2 separate regions of the Sus scrofa genome follow, and region 2 is linked to region 1. The links are chromatin contacts, called in public HiChIP or PLAC-seq maps. All regions are on one chromosome and are shown on one strand. The core of a region is the stretch at or near the end of the contact, and the rest is flanking DNA. Distances in the headings are between cores, read along the strand shown. Region 1 holds the start of PPM1G (protein phosphatase 1G). Region 2 holds the start of EIF2B4 (a long non-coding RNA gene).

Region 1 (4,657 bases), core at 632-3,131:
CAGCTAATCCCAACCCCAGCCTTAAATTAAGGGTTTCCTTTGGAAGCTTCACCCAGATATTCCTACAAGTCAGACAATTACATTTACCAAGTACTCAGTAAGCTCAATACTGTGCACCACAGTCAAAAGTGAAGGCTTTACCTCAGCCTGACACAGAGAACAGTGCAGCAAGAGTCTTGAACCATTTCCATCCTACAGATCTTTCCTCCAAGGCACAAGTATCCTAATCTCTCCCAGCCTCAATTTCTGAGCAGTAAAGGGTGGGAGCCAATCTTAGTGAGATAACTATAGGATCCTCTCCATTCCGGAAATTTTACACCTAATGATAATGTCTCCTGTGGGTTCAAAATTTCACTTTGAGAACAAACCATTCAAGTTTACACTGTCATTCCAGAGCTAACCACAGGGAGGAGTGAGGGATTTGAAGAAATTCCCAAGGGAGACAGTATTTGCTGCTACCTGAAGCCCACCTAGTAAATGGATCAACCCTCAATCCCAGACAGAATTATGAGCATTTCCCTGGCTCCTCTGCCTAGATCTCCCGGTACTCTTCACAAAAACATGTCACACGTCTTTCCCCCTTCCCTTCCTACCATAGTTTTCTCCATTCTCCTTTGCAGTTTCCCATACAGTTGCCCAATACTATGCCTTTTTCTCCAGAATTTTTCCATAGCAAAATTTTCTATGAAAGAAAAAGAGTTCTCTGTACGTTAAGACAAAAAGTTGATGAAATTGTTGAAAATCAAGGAAACTATAAACTACAACAAGCACAGGCAAAAGACAAGTACCAAGTTTTAGAGAAACCCCGAGTGAGGAAAAAAAGAAAATCAAGCATTATAAAAAAAGAAATTATCGTGATGGACACAATTCAAGTTTTCCAAAGGCCATGAAAGGCCCTGAAACAAACAAGAGACAATTCTTGCAAGTCAAGTCAAACCTCCGAAATTAATTTGTGGTGCCCAGGGCCAGGCAACTAGGTATTAAGAATTTGAAACAGACCATTTACCCGGCTTCCTTTCACTGTCAAACTCCTCGTCCAAAGAACCCTCTCACATCACTTCTTTTTTTTTTTTTTAAGTACACTCATTCACATCTATCCCCCTCTCCCTAGCAAAATCAATGGATAGTCCCTTTTCATCTTCACTCCCACACTAAACCTCACACCGTTTGCGAGCCTGGAAGGCTGGGTTAGCACGAGAGGATGGCGCGAAGGCACGGGGACGTCGGTCAGTGGGCGGAAGGTGCCTCTCCCCACATGGCCGAGCCCTCACCGCCAAGGTGGCCACCGGCACACGGTTCCCTAGCACCGGCAGCTCTCTCGCTGCCTCGGCCCCGCTCTCGCTGTCGCCCCCCAGATTGCTGCTCCGGTCGCAGGATCTCGATTCGGACCCTTCCCCGAGGATGACCCCATCCCCCCGCTCCCTTTCTCCGTCGGGTTCCCGCCCTGCAGTCGCCAGCCTATGGGCCCCTCCCGCCTCACCTCCATGGAGACGCGCCAGCCTTGCATGGCGGAGAAGCCGTAGGGCAGCGGCAGGCGCGAGGCGCCGACCCCGTCCCCAGAGCACTTCACCGTGTTGGGCTGGGAGAGGTAGGCACCCATGGCGGCGGCTGACCGGCGACCTCAGGGGAAGGCGAGTGGGGCGCGACCCGTGCCGGAGCCGGAGCCCCGGGGGCGCGCGTGGCAGGAGCGGGCTAGACTGCGCGGCCGACGCAAGGTGCCGGTGAAAGGCGCGAGGCGGGCCAGGAGGCGGTAACGGGACGGGAGCAGAGAGGGAGCGGAAACGGAAACGGCACCGCTTCAGACCCCGCCCGGCCGGCGCGGCGCGGCACGGCGCCGCGCCGCGGGTAGTCATTTCCTTAGCAACTCGCCCCGCCCGCGGGGACAACGGCCCGCCCAACCGCCGCTCCCGCGAGACTGGCGCGGCCACGCCCACCAACGGCCGCGGCCTGCTTGGGCCGTCCCCGTGGGCTGCGCGTTGCCTCCAGCTCTGCCACCCTGTCCCCCGCCTCTTCTCCTGGCCTCGCGTTTTGCCTGAGCTCTTTTGTTTGGGACCTGGGGCTTCCGGTCCATCCTCCAGCGTGTCAGCTCCCTGTCTCCCCTCCGCGCCCGCAGACTCTGCGAACCGCGCCCGAAAAGGTTGACTTAAAGTTGGCTAGTATTTGTTCTGAGAGCATGAAGTATCCTGGCCAGGCCTTGTGAGGTCTGTGCCAGTGGGATGTGAGTCTTTTTGACAAAGAAAATGAAGACCTTGATCTATGACGTCTGTGCTGGTCGGGATGAAATCAGAGGAGAGTAAGAGATAGAAACCTACGGTAATCAAGGGAGTGTGATACTGGTACAAAAAGAGATGAAAGGATCAGTGGAGCAAAACAGAGCGCAGAAATAAACCCAGACACATCAGTTAAGACCCACAAAGGGGGTAAGAATATAAAAATGGAAGGAGTTCCCTTGGTGGTTAACGAACGCGACTAGGATCCATGAGGATGCTGGTTCGATCCCTGGCCTCACTAACCAGATTAACGATCTGGTATTCTGGCATTGCCTTGAGCTGTGGTGTAGGTGGAAGATGCAGCTTGGATCCAGGATTGCTGTGGCTGTGGTGTAGGCTGGCAGCTGCAGCTCCAATTCAACCCCTAGCCCGGGAACTTCCATATACATATGGGGTGCCCCCCCCAAAAAATTTATATAATAAAAGGATCTGGTGTTGCCATGAGGTGTAGATCGAAAACACACCTTGGATCCTGCGTGGCTGTGGTGTAGGCCGGCAGCTGAAGCTCAGTTTGGACCCCTAGCCTGGAAACTTCCATATGCCACGTGTGGGGCCCTAAAAAGACAAAAAAATTAAAAGAATATAAAGTGGGGGAAACATCAAAGCCCTCAGGAACCACTGAGTGGGAGTAATAAACTTCTTGTTCTACCAAAATAAATAAAAATAAAACGGGGGAAAGACAAGTCTCTTCAGCAAGTGGTGCTGGGAAAACTGGATAGCCGAATGTAAATCAATGAAACTAGAAAACACCATGCACAAAAATAAACTCAAGATGGCTTACAGATGTAAACATAAGACATGACACCATAAAATTCCTAGAAGAGAATGGAGGCAAAACATTCTCTGACATCAACCATACCGATGTTTTCTTAGGTCAGTCTCCCAAAGTAATAGAAATACAATAAAAATAAATAACACCTCGAGGTCCCGTCGCGGCTCAATGTTTAACGAATCCGACTAGCACCCATGAGGACTCAGGTTCAATCCCTGGCCTTGCTCAATGGGTTAAGGATCTGGCATTGCCGTGAGCTGTGGTGTAGGTCACAGATGTGGCTCAGTTCCCGAGCTGCCGTGGCTGTGGCATAGGCCAGCAGCTATAGCTCCTATTCAACCCCTAGCCTGGGAACATCCATATGTCACCGGTGAAGTCCTAAAAGACAAAAAAATTTAAAAAAATAAGACCTAATCAAATGTACAAGTTTTGTACAGCAAAGGAAACCATAAACAAATGAAAAGACAACCTACAGAATGGGAAAAAAAATAGTTGCAAATGATGCAATCAATCGACCAGGGCTTAATCTCCATAACAACACAACAACACAATGCTCAACAACAACAAAAAACACAACCCAGTGGAAAAGTGGGCAGAAAACCTAAACAGAAATTTCTCCAAAGAAGACATATGGATGGCCAGCAGGCACATGAAAAAATGTGCCTAATTATTAAAGAAATGCAAATCAAAACTACAATGAGGTACCACCTCACAACAGTCAGAATGGCCATCATTAATAAGTCTACAAATAACAAATGCTGGAGAGGGTGTGGAGAAAAAGGAACCCACCTACACTATTGGTGGGAATGTAAATTGGTACAACCACTATGGAAAACAGTATGAAGAGTCCTCAGAAAACTAAAAATAGAACTACCAGATGATTTGGCAGTCCCACTCCTAGGCATATATATCTGGACAAAACTATAATTCAACAAATACATGCTTTCCTTTGTTCATTGGAGCACTATTCACATTAACCAAGACATGGAAACAAACCAAATGTCCATCGACAGATGAATGGATTAAGAATATGTGGTACTTGGAGTACCCATCATGGCTCAGCATCTATCTAGCATCCATGAGGATTCGGGTTTGATCCCTGGTCTTGCTCAGTGGGTTAAGGATCTGGCATTGCCATGAGCTGTGGTGTAGTTTGCAGATGCGGCTCCGCACTGGCATTGCTGTGGCGGTGGTATAGTCCAGCAGCTAAGCTCCAATTCGACCCCTACCGTATGCCACGAGTGCGGCCCTAAGAAGCAAAAAAAGGGGGGTGGGGGCACACATATACAATGGAATACTATTCAGCCATAAAAAATAATGAAATTATGCCATTTGCAGCAACATGGATGCAATACAAAATTCTCATCCTAAGTTATGCCATTTGCAGCAACACGGATGCAATTCAAAATTCTCATCCTAAGTCAGAAAGAGAAAGACAATACCATATGACATCACTTATATGTGAAATCTAAAATATGGCATGGGAGCTCCCACTGTGGCACAATGGGATTGGTGGCATCTTGGGAGCCCTGGGACATGGGTTCAATCCCTGGCCTGGCACAGTGATTAAGGATTCAGCATTGCCCCAGCTTCAGCTTAGGTTGAGCCTGCAGCT
Region 2 (4,657 bases), core at 690-3,189, 34 kb before region 1:
CACCTAACCCACTCCCTACCTGCTGTCGCTCGGGCCGTTTAACAAGCCTTCTCAGAAGTGTGGGTTCATCAACCTGGGTGTGCTCAGGTAGCCGCTTCACTCCTAGAAGAAAACAGACGTGTTTTCAAGACACTAGCTCATGATGAGAAATTTGCTTTCAGGGTTATAAGGGACATCAAAAAAATTTGAGGTGGAGGAGAAAAGAGTAGAAGAAACAGGGGGAGTTCTGGTCATGGCTCAGCGGTAACAAAACCAACTAGCATCCATAAGGACACGGGTTTGATCCCCGGCCTTGCTCAGTGGGTTAAGGATCCGGCACAGCCGTGAGCTGTGGTATAGGTGCAGACACAGCTCAGATCTGGTGTTGCTGTGGCTGTGGCGTAGGCCAGCAGCTACAGCTCCGATTCGACCCCTAGCCTGGGAACCTCCATATGCTGCAGGTGTGGCCCTAAAAAGACAAAGTAAAAATAAAAATAAACAGGGGGAGGACAAGGTTGGGGAGAGAACTGGGAACCAAGGCGAAGAATGGGAGAGAAGAGCTGCTTTTCAGTGGGGAAGCCCTAGCTAACTCAGGAATGGAGAGCCAACAGAGGTCTTGAAACGATGGGAAAATACCTGAGGGGTTTCTCCAGCTGTGCTGGGGCAGGACTGAGGAGGGGGCCCTCCTTGTTCCCCTTTTCTTGCCTGCTTCAGGGCCCGCTCAGCCTCTTGCTTCGCTCGCCGTTCAGCTCGAAGTTCAGCTTTACTCCGACCTGCTGGAATTTTCTCCTTGGCAGTGCCCAACTGACTGTCCGGTCCTGGCAGGTCTTTGGTCGGGCCTACTAAGGGTAGATGGAAGAGGTGCCCAAGCTCCAGGCAGGTACTATCTATGCCCCAACCAAAGCTTCTTTTCTGTTTATCTAAACTTTGTCTCTCTTCACTTGTTCCAACCAACTTTGTCCTGTCTCCCCTTCTTCTCTCCCGCCACATCCCTTTACCAGCTCCACAGCCCAGCCCTTTAAAAAAGCCCCCGCACCTTGACATTGGGCTGCAGACACAGCAGAGCCAGTTTCTGGTTCTGTCCCCTTTTCCTCCTTCCGTTTCTTCTTTTGCTGTTTCTTTTCTTTCCGAAGCTGCAGCTTTTCTTCTTGGGTCATCTCCCTCCCCCCTGCCTAAGACACAGACATAAATACTGCTTTTTCCCAACCATTTCAAAAAACGAATAAACACTACAGGATTCCCAAAAGGTCCCTAATGCTCCTTAACTCTTACCAGCTACCTGTTACAAGCTAACAGCCCACAGGGATGGAAGCCTTTCCCCCAGGATCGCAGTCACATTACCAATAAGGCTTATAAGTTGACACTGCCTCCTGCGTAGCGCTTGACAGGCGGCTTGGGAGGGCACCCTCACTTACCCCTGGCCGAGAAGCAAGCTCCGCCTTCATCCCAGATCCCGAGTCTGCATCAGAAAACAGGGCACAAAGTGAATCAGAGAGGTTCCGGAAGGGTTTAGAGGGGCTCGTACTCGACGCAGCTGGCTGCTGGGTCCGCATGACCACGGCTCCTCCACCAGGCGGGAGGTGAGCCAGGGATCCGCGTGGGGACGCAGTGCGCAGCAGGATCAAAGGCGGCGGGGGGAGGAGAGAGCACGCACCCTTCCCGCAGGAACAGGCCGACGCGCAGGGCGGAGTGCGTCCGAGACACCGCGGACCAGATTCCCGCGCGGTGCCGGAACCGAACGACAGGGCCGAGAGGGGCTCGGGGCCCAGCCGTAGCCTCCCAGGGCCTGGCGGCTCGCGTACCTGTTTGTGCGGCCGCCCCTTCACTCACCCTCGCGAACAGCCACAGCCACAGCAGCCATCACCCGTCCTAGGCTCCGCCCGCTGCAGTCACAGGGACCAGAGCGCCCCCAAGGCCGACAGCTGCGGAGCGCAGCTCCCCCACCCAGAGGACTACAAGCCCCGACGTGCTCTGCGGCTCCGCCCGGGCTATGGGTCGCGATAAGGGCCCAGTCAAACCTGGGTTCCCAATCCCGGCAGTAGGCTCTTGCCCTTTAGACTACAGTTCCCAGGATTCCCCGGGAAGCTGCGCCCCAGAGCGGACGTCTCCAGTCCTTCCCTCCTCGGATCTCAACGGCCGCCCCCCCCGCCCAAAAATGGCGAGCGAAGCTTCGGGGACGCGCTGAGTAGCGGAGGCGAGCGTGCAAAGCCACTGCGGCCCTCACAGTTCGGAGCCCGGCCGGGCCCTGCCGCAGGGAACATGCACTTTTCCATTCCTGAAACCGAGTCCCGCAGCGGGGACAGCGGCGGCTCCGCCTACGTGGTGAGGAGCGGCCGGAGCCCGGCCGGGCAGGGGCGGGGATAACGGGCCGGAGCCCTCCGAGCGGCCTCCGAGGTCTGGCCGCCGCCTTTCGGGCCTGGTCACTGGCCGCCAACTCCCGATGGCCTCGCTGGGAGCTTATATTACGTCTCAGATTCGTCCAGAGGTCTCCCCAGCTCCTGTAGGTCCTTTGTTCCGCCGCGTCACCTCCCTCGACTGGGCCGCGGCTACTCTGGTGGGCGTCACTGGCCTCTTGGGGAGGAAGACTCCAGCCCGAGCGCCCGGGTTTCCCCGGGACCGGTCCTTCTGCTTTGGGACCTGGCTCCGGGGCAAACAGACTGGCAACCTTCGGAAGATCTCGGCGCCTTAATCAGGCAGAGCTGTGCCAGGCAACTTCCGGCCAGGGTTCTCAAGGGGGTCGCCCAGACCGCGACCTTAAAATGCTTGCCTGTTTTTGTGTCCTCAGGCCTATAACATTCACGTGAATGGAGTCCTGCACTGTCGAGTGCGCTACAGTCAGCTCCTGGGGCTGCACGAGCAGGTGGGACTAGCACTCCTGCCTTGAGGCAGCTTCAAGCCCTTTCCTACACCTGGGCATCAGTGTCTCCATTTTCCCCCTCGTCGCTTTCCCGGGGGCTGTAGTTCCCTTTTACTCACTACCATAATCACTGCCATGTTGGATCTGGTGCTTTATCTTACCATCGTCTGACATTTCCAGGGGACTCCCCACGAATCTGCGCCTCTAACTGCGCCTCCCTGTACTAACATCCTCCTTCCTGCTTCTTGGTCCCCTCCTTACACAGCCTGTACACTGCCTTTGTCCGTGCATGGAGAAACCGACGACCCTTCCCCGCTCCACTGCCAAAGCACTTTCCCTCTGTCATCTGAGCTGCCACTTGAAACTCTCTTCCCTGCTCATACAAACCATTCACCAGTTTCCTTCTGTGTTCCTTGACTCACCTGAGTGGGTGTAGCTGTTCCAGTTATCCGTATGTGTCGATGATGTAATGTTTCTCCGTTCTCCACACCAAATTGTGAGCTCTGTATTTAACTCAGTACAGCGTCCTGGTTCTATTCATAACTGGTTGTGCAGCCCTAAGCAAGTTACCTGATTTCTTTGGGCCTCGGCTTTCACACCTGAAAAATGGATTTGTTGATCTGCAAAGTCCCTCTCAGTCCTAAGACACGTCGCGAACATACTTAGCCATTACTTGTTTGTGCACACAAACCTTTCTTACAAAGCCCTTTGCTTCCTGTGAGGGTTCAGTGAACACAGCCTTGCTAGATCATCAAGGTGCTCCCAAAACCCAGGCCCTTTACAAACTCTCCCCGTATTGTGAAGAGGCTGACTTCTACACAGTAAGATCGGAAAGAACCTGTATCTAGGACAGCGCTCCCTTGGGATGCTGCCTCTGCCAAAGGGCTCATTTCCTGGATGACCAGGGGACACAGGGGAGCAGGAACTGAGGCAGGGGAAGGAAAGCCCAGGAGGACATTATGAGTGTGTGTTGCCTCTTCTCTTTTGCTGTGTTTGTGTGAAGAATTGTATCTCTTTCTCCAAATAGCTTCGGAAGGAATATGGGGCCAATGTGCTTCCTGCATTCCCCCCAAAGAAGCTTTTCTCTCTGACCCCTGCTGAGGTAGAACAGAGAAGAGAGCAGTTAGAGAAGTACATGCAAGCCGGTGAGTGGTTGGAGGGAACTTTAGGCTGACTCTGTTGAGGACTCCAGGGAGAGACTCAAAGCAGCTGGTTCTGTAGAAGGTTCTGAAGTAGTTTCTAGATCTGGGAGGCCTCTTGTTTGATGTATTGTTTAATTACCAAAAGTAAATAGTTGGAGTTCCCGTAGTGGCTCAGCGGGTTACAATCCCAACTAGTAGCCATGAGGATGTGAATTCGATCCCTGGACCCACTCAGTGGGTTAAGGATCCAGTTTTGCCGTGAGCCGTGGTGTAGGTCACAGATGTGGCTCGGATCCCGAGTTGCTGTGGCTGTGGTATAGGCTGGCAGCTGCAGCTCTGCTTCGACCCCTAGCTGGGGAACTTCCATATGCTGCAGGTGTGGCTCTAAAAAGACAAAGTAAATAGCATCCAAGTGTTCTCTAGGTATCAGCAAAATAATTTGTATATACACATACATATATATATATTTTTTTTCTTGTCTTTTGAGGGCCGGACTCAATGGCATATGGAGGTTCCCAGGCTAGGGGTCGAATCGGAGCTGCACCTGTCAGCCTACGCCACAGCCATGCCAGATCCAAGCCACGTCTGTGACCTACACTACAGTTCACAGCGAGGACAGGGATCGAACCCGCAACCTCGTGGCTCCTAATTGGATCCGTTCCTGCTGCGCCACGACGGG

Evidence for each region. HiChIP or PLAC-seq counts read pairs in DNA pulled down with a chosen protein or histone mark.
Region 2: a contact with region 1 is called in an H3K27ac HiChIP or PLAC-seq map of alveolar macrophages. The contact joins the promoter of EIF2B4 here to the promoter of PPM1G in region 1. A contact is called at or near these places in 5 of 47 Hi-C or Micro-C datasets (liver, retroperitoneal adipose tissue and skeletal muscle) and 2 of 2 datasets of contacts at active chromatin or transcription factors (alveolar macrophages and skeletal muscle).

The regions. Positions count from the first base shown.
Region 1 is chr3:111,745,236-111,749,892 of Sscrofa11.1, reverse strand. It overlaps PPM1G (protein phosphatase 1G), which reads right to left and starts at 1,881. Exons shown (of 10, transcript XM_005655254.3): 1 at 1,481-1,881. The coding sequence starts at 1,600.
Region 2 is chr3:111,778,943-111,783,599 of Sscrofa11.1, reverse strand. EIF2B4 (a long non-coding RNA gene) reads right to left here and starts at 1,939. Exons shown (of 13, transcript XR_002342807.1): 1 at 1,810-1,939; 2 at 1,395-1,438; 3 at 1,016-1,151; 4 at 617-821; 5 at 20-104. SNX17 (sorting nexin-17) reads left to right here and starts at 2,055. Exons shown (of 16, transcript XM_021087689.1): 1 at 2,055-2,301; 2 at 2,765-2,839; 3 at 3,864-3,981. The coding sequence starts at 2,239.